2 separate regions of the Mus musculus genome follow, and region 2 is linked to region 1. A link is a contact called in public HiChIP or PLAC-seq data. All regions are on one chromosome and are shown on one strand. Each heading gives the region's core, a stretch centred on a gene start, on an enhancer-like site or on the middle of the called end of the contact. The rest is flanking DNA. Distances are from core to core; before and after follow the strand shown. Region 1 overlaps Ralgps2 (Ral GEF with PH domain and SH3 binding motif 2). Region 2 has its middle 33 kb from the start of Gm30568.

Region 1 (4,531 bases), core at 1,348-3,847:
AAACAGACTTTAAGTTCATTTCCAACTTTAAATACCTATTTTTATCATAAAAGAAACTGTAAGTTGGGGTATTCTAGACTATTTACCACACACAGTAAGTATAAACTCTACCAAGTCTATTATACCCTTTCTCTACAAAGCTTGGGCTCTGTTGGACCTAGCGATGCAAGCCTGCAATCCCAGCAAGGCAGCAGTCTTGAGGCAAGATGATCTCAAACTCAAGGGCAGACTAGACAACTTATTAAAGGGAGAGGGGAGGCTGGGGATACAGCTCTGTAGTAGAATGTGTACATCTAAGGATCTAGGTTCAATTCCTAGTACAAACTCCCCTCCAACTCCCAAAGAAATCAAGAGCTCTGAAACAAGACTGCTTATAGTCTGCATATGAACACAACAAGTCAACTTTTCTTACTGTCTCCTTATGTATAAAATGTGCAACAATGAGTATCTACTTCCCAGAGCTGTGCTGAAGAAGACTGAGCTAAGATGCACTTACATATGGTAAATATGTTCCTGTAGCAATGCAGTGAGGGTGCAAACGTTTTCATTATCTACTTAATGAACATAAAGTTTAAATGTAATAGTCTTCTAAATAAAGGGGGAAAAAAAAGACAAAAACTGTTTAAATACACTGCTGGCAATCAGAGTATATCTGGTGAGTGTCATGAAAATCCTAACACAGAAAGAGTAAGACTATTCCTCAGACAGACCAAAACATGTTCCTGGGGTTTTAAAACTTCAAAATTATAACTGCTGACAGCAGCTTTCAAGCACATGTTAAATTTCTAAAATAAATACATTTGAATTAATAGGATTTAGGAACCATTTACAGAATCAGTATGGCAATAAAGAGCACGAAACTTCCTTCTAGCTCACACTATCTCACCATACAGGCCACTGCTAGGATGAGGCTGATACTTGCTTGCTATCTAAAGGAACAGCTTGTGCTGGGTACGATGAGCCACACCTGTTACCTGGACCCTAGGAGGCAAAGGTCAGAGATCACAAGCCCAAGAGCAGCCTAAGCTACACAGAAAGTTCTAGGTTAGCCTGGGCTACACAGTGAGACCCAATCTTAAACAAGTAAGTATTTTTAAACCCAGCTTTAAGCTGGGCGTGGTGGCGCACGCCTTTAATCCCAGCACTCGGTAGGCGGAGGCAGGTGGATTTCTGAGTTCGAGGCCAGCCTGGTCTACAAAGTGAGTTCCAGGACAGCCAGGGCTACACAGAAAAACCCTGTCTCGAAAAACCAAAAAAACAAAACAAACAAACAAAAAAAAAACCCAGCTTTATAATGCATTATGCATTAATACAATTCAATCTTGTTTCCTTTACCTGCTTTCAACTTTACTCCTGGTGTAGAAGGGGGTAGTGTTGAAACAGCACCTTGCTCTGCAAACCAGACTGGTCTAGAACTTACTAGAGCCTAAGGTGATCTAATATTTTCTGGCAATAGTACTCATTTTGTAATAAAATGTTTTCAAGTGATTTCCTACACTGTGACATAGAACAAGAATCCATAAATCTAGAGAGCCCCCTAGTGTTAAGAAAAAGATTTTTATTTAATTGTAAAAAAGATTATATCTTTACCCTACATGTTAGATATATAAATTTTATTACTATTTACTGAATAGAGGTAATACAGACTAAAAATAAGCATCAATACACTTGAATAAGGTTTTTTTTTTTTTGCTTGCTTTCAATCTGTGTGTGTGTGTGTGTTTTAAACTAACCATAGAACTTAGACTGATGCCGGGCGTGGTGGCGCATGCCTTTAATCCCAGCACTTGGGAGGCAGAGGCAGGCAGATGTCTGAGTTTGAGGCCAGGCTGGTCTACAGAGTGAGTTCCAGGACAGCCAGGGCTACACAGAGAAACCCTGTCTCGGGAAAAAAAAAAAAAAATTAGAACTTAGACTGGCCACAAATCCACAGTAACCCTGTTGCCTGTTTTTGTCTATTTTGTCAGACAAAATATTTCATGAGTTATATTAAAATCCATTATGTGGGAAACTGAAAAAAAATGCATCTCAAGACAAATTAAATGAAACAAATATATATTGTAGTTTATTTCATTTTCCTAGGAATATAAAGTGGCACTCTCATTCATGACTACAAATATCATAATAACTATTTTCTTAGTTAAGTTCGCTAATTCAACTTACTCTCTTTTCTACTTCTGAAGACATTTATTTGGCTGTCTTCTGGTTTCTTTCAAACAAGCAATATCAGCCCTTAGACAGAAAACCTTGAAATATGCAGCATTAGACTCTTGCTTTGGTCCATTAAACTGCACCCAATCAACCATTTAGCCTCCAAAATGACCATCTTTTCATGGGTTCTTCCAATACCAAACAAAGTATTTTTCTTTTTCCCTTTAATAAACAAACAAGGGATAAAAGCTGACAAAAAAAGTTCCCTGTTGATTGATCTGAGTGCATAGCTGCATATTTTTGCCTCTGATGTAACGAAACTTTATTTCCTTTAGCACCTGAGTCTATGTATGCACTCTTCTCTGTGTTGAAGTCTATACTGTAATGCTTCCACTAGGGAACACAGAGACTTGCTGCCAGCGTCACAGGTCATTGCTGAGTTTCCCAGATACCACTATGCTGTTACTTCTTGACTCATCAAGTCATGCTTCAGTTGCTCTGACTAGGGAAGCCTCTAGGCTTCAATCTAACAACAAGGTTTCAGTTTCTGTTGCCTCTCCATCTTCACTCCAGCTGCAGTTACACAGTTTATTCTAGTTTGAAGTTTATAGAGAAAACTTTCAGTTTGTACTGTTGGCTTTTATTCTTCAACACCAGTAACTGTCAGCCTCACTCTGCTGCATGTATTTAATAATAAATGTATACTATTCAGTAGCCAACTGAAATGTTGAGTATCTATGAATTGGACCACTTTGGGTACAGGACTACATGATTATCCATGCTATTTATAGATCACAAAAGTTCAATTTATTATGATAGAAATTTCAAAAGAATGGGTTCTGCTAAATATCTGGGTTACAAAAGGTTCCTTGCCTAACATCTCCCACAAAGTGGCATTTTCACACTGTTTATTTTATCTTCTTTTAGCTCCTTGATGTTAAAGAATAACATTTTTAAAAGAAAATTAAAGCATTATCCTTCCTCTTTGCATTCATACACATATAATATATTTCATCTAATCATCTACTTACTACATACCTGTTGAAAGAATGAGTGGATGCCTGAACAAAGCAACCATGCACAGGGCAGGATTATAAAGCCAGACAAGCGGTAAAAACATTGGAAATGGTATTTAAATATTACATACAAGCCCACAAAGCGACAGGTTAAGATTCGGTCATTTGACCATTTCTAGTAACATAGTTGACAAAATAATCTAAAAGCATGCTGTGCTTCATGAGAAACGTAGAAAGAGTCTGAATTTTAATTCCCAGCTGAAGAGAAAAGACAAGACCGCTAAAAAATAAAAACAGAACCAAGGCCTCACCCTCACCTTCTACACCCTCACCTTCTACACCCTCACCTTCTACACCCTCACCCTCACCTTCTACACCCTCACCTTCTACACCCTCACCTTCTACACCCTCACCTTCTACACCCTCACCTTCTACACCCTCACCTTCTACACCCTCACCTTCTACACCCTCACCTTCTACACCCTCACCCTCACCTTCTACACCCTCACCTTCTACACCCTCACCTTCCAGCCCCACCCCACCCATCTCATCTGAAGCAGAGCTAGGGAGGTCAGAGCCTGGCCCATCGGTGGCAAGATGCTGGGGAGGAAAATGTGTCTTGGCCAGGAAGATCTATAAACTTAACTGTGTTGGCCTGGGCTTAATGTGAGGTCAGAAGACAGAATCTATTCCAGGCATATACATTACCATCATGGCCCAAGACCCTCAACATAAGAAATCCACATTAAAATATGTTCACATGGCCAGGCATATCTGTGACTTTGAGGTCACCCTGGTCTACATAGAGAGCTCTAGGCCAGCAAGACTACATGGTAAGACACTGCCTTAAAAATAAAGTTCACAACAACTGTAGTTCTTCAACAGACAGTGGAAACAAATCTGAGCATGGACTCCATACTATATACCAGTCAAACAAAGCCTCACTGGCAGACCCGACACAGGAGCATCGGCAACTCTGTGAGCACACAACCTACTGTAAACCGCAGGGAGCAACAGTGACTGCTCACCTCTCACCAAAACTACCAGATAGACCCTACAGAGCAGAACGGACTAAAATCAGTGGCTTTCAACGAAGGAAGGCATAAAGAGAAATAGAGTTTAAAACAAAATTAATATTCACTACAGAAGCACCATAGCAAACTCTACTCAAGAGGGAATTCATGGTAAACAAACAGGAAAACAACACACAAAGCACTGTCCAGATGGAGACACCATGTAAGAAGTAAAAATCAGGGTAAACCCTACACGCCCTGAGAGCAGATCCAAAAGAGATGATGAAACAAGGCAAGTGCTCAAGACCCAGGCTGAAGTTTCCAGAACTCAGAAGATGGGAGGGACTCATA
Region 2 (4,531 bases), core at 1,108-3,607, 140 kb after region 1:
CTCCGACGATTCAACAAAACCTTGAAACTTCAACAAAACCACATTGAAACTTCTCATACACAAAAAATCTCATCTACCTCAACACTTCTCATAGATAAAACAGAGAAGCCAGCATCCCTTTCCTCTTTGAGGATCTCCTGTTAAGTACACAGTTAAACATCCCTGGCATAGCTAGAAGAGCCCTGTTAAATTATTTAAAGCCAGAGCACCCAGGTTTTAACCCCAGCTCTGCCCCTTGGAAAGAGGTAGGCTTTTGAGAAGCCATGTAACGTGTAACCTACTTCTTTTTCTTCTGTGAAATGAAGACCCTAATTTTTGTCTAGTAAATAAATTATTGTGAGCATGAGGGGCAGCCATGAGAGCGAAGGTAGCCCTACAATACCATATAAGCGGGAAGTGTTGCTTCCCCCAGCATCTCTACATTTTTGTATCTGCGTGACATCTATTCATCCATGGTCTAGGGGGACAAAATCGTATGTTTTAGAACGCAAATGACTGATCTACTTGCTTTAATAGTTTACAAGAAGAAAAAAAATTCTTTAAAAATTTTTTTTAATGAAGTGGTGGTCTTCTATAGAGCCTAGGCTGGCCTCAAACTCACTATGTAGCCAATGATCACCCTTCTGCTTCTACCTCCCTTGTGCTAGGACTAACAGCATGAGCCACCACCCTTTCCATAAGGCACTTTTCACACTGACTGTTTTGATGCTATGCTGGCACTGAGTCATGGCTTTGTGCAAGCAAAGCAAGCACTCTCTGAACTGAGCCACATCCCCAGCCTGGCCATAGCCCGGCCCCTCCGAGGCATGTTTTCTTCTCCACTTTAACAGGGAAGAGTGAGCACCTCCTCTACTTTTCCAGACACACTGCACGTGGTGGAAATGCCACTCTGTTCTCTAGGTGGAGCCTGGGGAACTTATTTCCTGTAGTTGTCCTGCTGGTCAACATCTGATGCCATGCTTTACACAGAGAGGAAACAGCCTGAAACTGTGACAACACATTTGCTCCAGTACCTTCTTCTAGGCTCCCTATCTGCAAAGCCAGAAAGCTTCCTAGCGAGGGTCAGTGTGGACAATGCCCTCTGGCTAGGGTTTGCCATAGAAGCTCTACCTCCAGCTCTCAAGGTAACAGCTGCTGAGACTGTGCGGTTGATCTGGAGGGTGGGTTTAGCAAATCCTTGTGCTCTTATGATCCTAACTCAGGGTGGGATATGGAACTGCCAAAAATGGCTTGAGTTGTATCTCCATGTTCCTTGCTGTCTATAAAACAATATAGTGATGATATGGTGTTAAGTCAGAGGCACGATTTTCTAGGTAGGAACTAAACTGGTGGTCTGTGATTTCTGTCAGAAGGATTCCAGGGACATGGGTCAGCAGCTCTTCCCTTGGAGAAGGTGGGCCTCTTGAGGGGCCAAGGACTTGACTGAGCCCTATGGACAGGGTAGGGACAGGGCTCCTAGTGGGGTCAACAACTCTGCACAGCAAGCACACAGGCCGATAGAACTTATCTCAGGGCTTCCTCTTTCTCCACTGGTTCTGGCATTCCCCCATCCCCAGGCCACTTTTTAGTGGACCATTGAGATTCTAGAACTATGCAGCTCATGGTGCTGAGCCTTAGCATCTTGTTTTGACAGTGCAATGAGGAGAAAGAACAAAGGAGGTGGAAAGCAGAGAGCAACAACTCTGGACCTAATGTTCCTGGCAGCTAGGCCCACCTTTGTTGCCAGAGGGGCACTTGGGGCTTTACTGCTTGGCCTCTTCCCACGGCTCAGATCTGTTCCTTGATGTTCCTCTAAAGCGCTGTAATTCCTCTGGCCCAGACATCAAGACTCTGGCCATCTTCCAGGAAGTGGTGTGCAGAAGATGCTTCTCTGCTTCTTGTATGGTCTTCGTGCCTACAGCCCAACCCCTTTAAATCTTAGAGCTCCACACTCAGCCTGGTGCTCCTAGACACCCCCATGGCAGGGCTTGGTCTCCTCCAATGAATGAGCCCCAGTGCAGCATCCTGGGGCTGGATTCACATGCTTTCAAACTGAAGACCAATAACAGGCATAAGATGTGTTTCATGTCCCCGTGTGGCATTTAATTCTGGCCCCTGGCTATGCACCAGCAAGAGGTCAGTGGGTGGGATAATTGAAATCTCATGATGGTTGGTTTTAACTTCCTTCCCCACCACATCTTTTACTAGAGTACTCCCTCCCCCATTTTTTTCTGCTTTCATTTTCCTTATTCAACCTCTGTTTAGAGAACTAATGAGCCATAACAAGAACAAAAGGCTAGCAGTCAGAAGGGTCGGGGCAAACAAGGTTCTACCCCCAACTCTACCCCTTCCCACAGGGCCACAGAAAACCTCGCAAACCTCCACTTTGCTCCAAACTGCAACCTTTGTGAGCCCCCTCCAGGTCGTGGGGCCCACCCACAGGGCAGAATGAAGAACAGCTTTGCCTGTGGGGTGGGAGGGTATGAGGGAGTTGGTTGCTAAGGGAACAAAGAGTTTAAGAATCTGAAAGGTTTTCAGCCCTAGAACTGGCCCCACCGGGCGGCAGCACAGGCATTCAAATACCACAGGTGCAAGATGGACCGAGGCAGCCGGCGTGGTTTTGCATAGGCTAAAGTTAGGCTCTGGCTGGATTGAAAGTGTAGAGGCCACGCTTAGCCGTTTCCTCCACACAGGCAGGCAGAAACTTGCCTTATGCCAGAGCAGGGTGGAGTCTGGATTGGCTTTTGCTTGGGTCACCGGTTCAGCTCCAGAGTATGGCTGTGTGGTAAGGTTGGAGAATAGACACAGCTATTTATTCCCTTCTTCCAACCAAATCTGAACATCGTGGATTTTAAGTGTGGATCTGAGGGTTCACTGAGGCCCCCCTGCTCACTTTGGGGGTGGGGCAGATCTCAATGTATTGCCTAGGCTGACCTTAAATTCATGGCAAGCCTCTTGTAGGGATTATAGGTACAAGTCACCACACTTGGTTTGGCTTACCCAATTACCTTAGTGTTAGGAAGTGATTGCCTTCATTGTTCTACCCTAGGCCTAAGATATCCCCAGGACCCCATTAGTGCCAGCCCAGCCTGGTCATCCCATTACCCGGTATTCTACAGGCTAACCAGCCACACTTCGGACCCTTTCTGGCCTGGTCCAGCTTCTCACCAGCAGGCTTCCTTCCATCCTATTTTCTTCCTTCATCCCACTTTGAGCTCTCTTTCCAGGGAGCTGCTCTACGCTGTGTACTTGCTCCTAGGACTTAATGCAGGTCTCCATTGTGCTATAGATCCCAGAACCTGGAGGAGGAAGCTGCCTCACTGACTGAGGATGTCTGAAGTCTGAAGGGAGAAGAGGTTGGCAGCTGTGTGTGCTGAGAAGGGCTGTGCCTCAGGTCTCTCTGCCCCAGCAGCTCCCATCTCTTTGTGCGTATGGAGTCTTAGTGGCCCCAAAAGTCCAGGCTAATAAACAGGGGTCCTGTTACACTCTATATCTGCATTGCTCTAAAGGTATAGAACTTTCTTCCTCATCCTCTTCTTCTTCCTCCTCCTTCTCTTTATTTCTCCCACACAGAATTCAGGACCCGTGCTATGGAGGAGACCTGGGCACAGATGCCATGTGCCAGCTGCTGCCCAGTTATCAGTGGTTGTTGGGATGGGTGAAATCTTATCCAGAGAAATCTCCATGACTGTATGAGGTGACGAGGGCTAGGGAGAGGTACACAGATATCACTCCAGGGGTCACACCCTGGGCAGCTTTCCCTGACCCACTGAGTAAGAATATACTTTGTTGTTGTTTGTTATTATTGTTGTTGAGGAGATAGAGGGCTGTTCTGTCATGGAGAAGAAGCCACGGAGTCTAATGCTTCAAAGACAGAGGAAAGCTGCTGGTGGCTGGGTTCTGGTGAAGGAGAGGACGAGCTGGAAAACACAGGATGTGTAGGAAGTCACTGTCCCAGTGCTACCCCAGCCATCTTTACCATCTTAGTCTGTTACACTCAGCAGCAGCATAGGCAATCTACCTAAAGAGCAAGCCACTGCCCTGGGTCAGCTGGTGGGTCTGTTCATGATAAGACTGGGGATGTTCTCAAAGACTTACACATCTGATGGAGACAGGGTTAGAGCCAAGAACAGACTGCAAGATCCTCAGGAACAAATGTAGGATTACATAGTAGCCTAAATGTAGAATTACATAGTAGCCTACTGCAGTGGAAACTATAGACAAATGTTTCAAAGAGACAACCAGAAGCCCCCAGCAACCTTCCTAAACTCATGGAAAAAATGTAACTATGTGGGCCTGTGGTCAACTTCAGAGACATTGCCTTTCTTCTAAGCCACCGCCATCTGTTTGATGCTCTTGTTGATACCTGTTTATATGGTTTTGGTGGTTTATTCTAGTGGTCATGGAACACATCCATTGATGTGACCAGCTGCAAACATCAGGTATGCATTCACAAGATACGAAAAGTTGCTCTGTACATACACAAGGCCCAGGAATAGGCTCACTTCAAAAGACAGGGCTGGGGATACAGACTCAGTTGGTAGTGTTTGCC

What was found. HiChIP or PLAC-seq counts read pairs in DNA pulled down with a chosen protein or histone mark.
Region 2: a contact with region 1 is called in an H3K27ac HiChIP or PLAC-seq map of the HPC-7 cell line, with 6 times the contacts expected there. The contact joins two enhancer-like sites. A contact is called at or near these places in 9 of 484 Hi-C or Micro-C datasets (B cells, the HPC-7 cell line, arterial endothelial cells and 5 more) and 7 of 115 datasets of contacts at active chromatin or transcription factors (the 230-238 cell line, the HPC-7 cell line, embryonic basal ganglia and 4 more).

Annotation. Positions count from the first base shown.
Region 1 is chr1:156,908,539-156,913,069 of GRCm38.p6, forward strand. The region is part of intron 1 of Ralgps2 (Ral GEF with PH domain and SH3 binding motif 2); the gene reads right to left. Among named protein-coding and RNA genes, the nearest start is that of 4930439D14Rik, 28 kb to the right of the region's middle. Within about 2 kb of position 2,598, at least 29 of the 459 cell types and tissues checked have an H3K27ac peak or open chromatin away from gene starts, as enhancers often do. A contact at or near this core is called in the 230-238 cell line, B cells and the HPC-7 cell line, where this site is marked.
Region 2 is chr1:157,046,119-157,050,649 of GRCm38.p6, forward strand. No RefSeq gene overlaps it. Among named protein-coding and RNA genes, the nearest start is that of Gm30568, 33 kb to the right of the region's middle. Within about 2 kb of position 2,358, at least 100 of the 459 cell types and tissues checked have an H3K27ac peak or open chromatin away from gene starts, as enhancers often do. A contact at or near this core is called in the 230-238 cell line, B cells and the HPC-7 cell line, where this site is marked.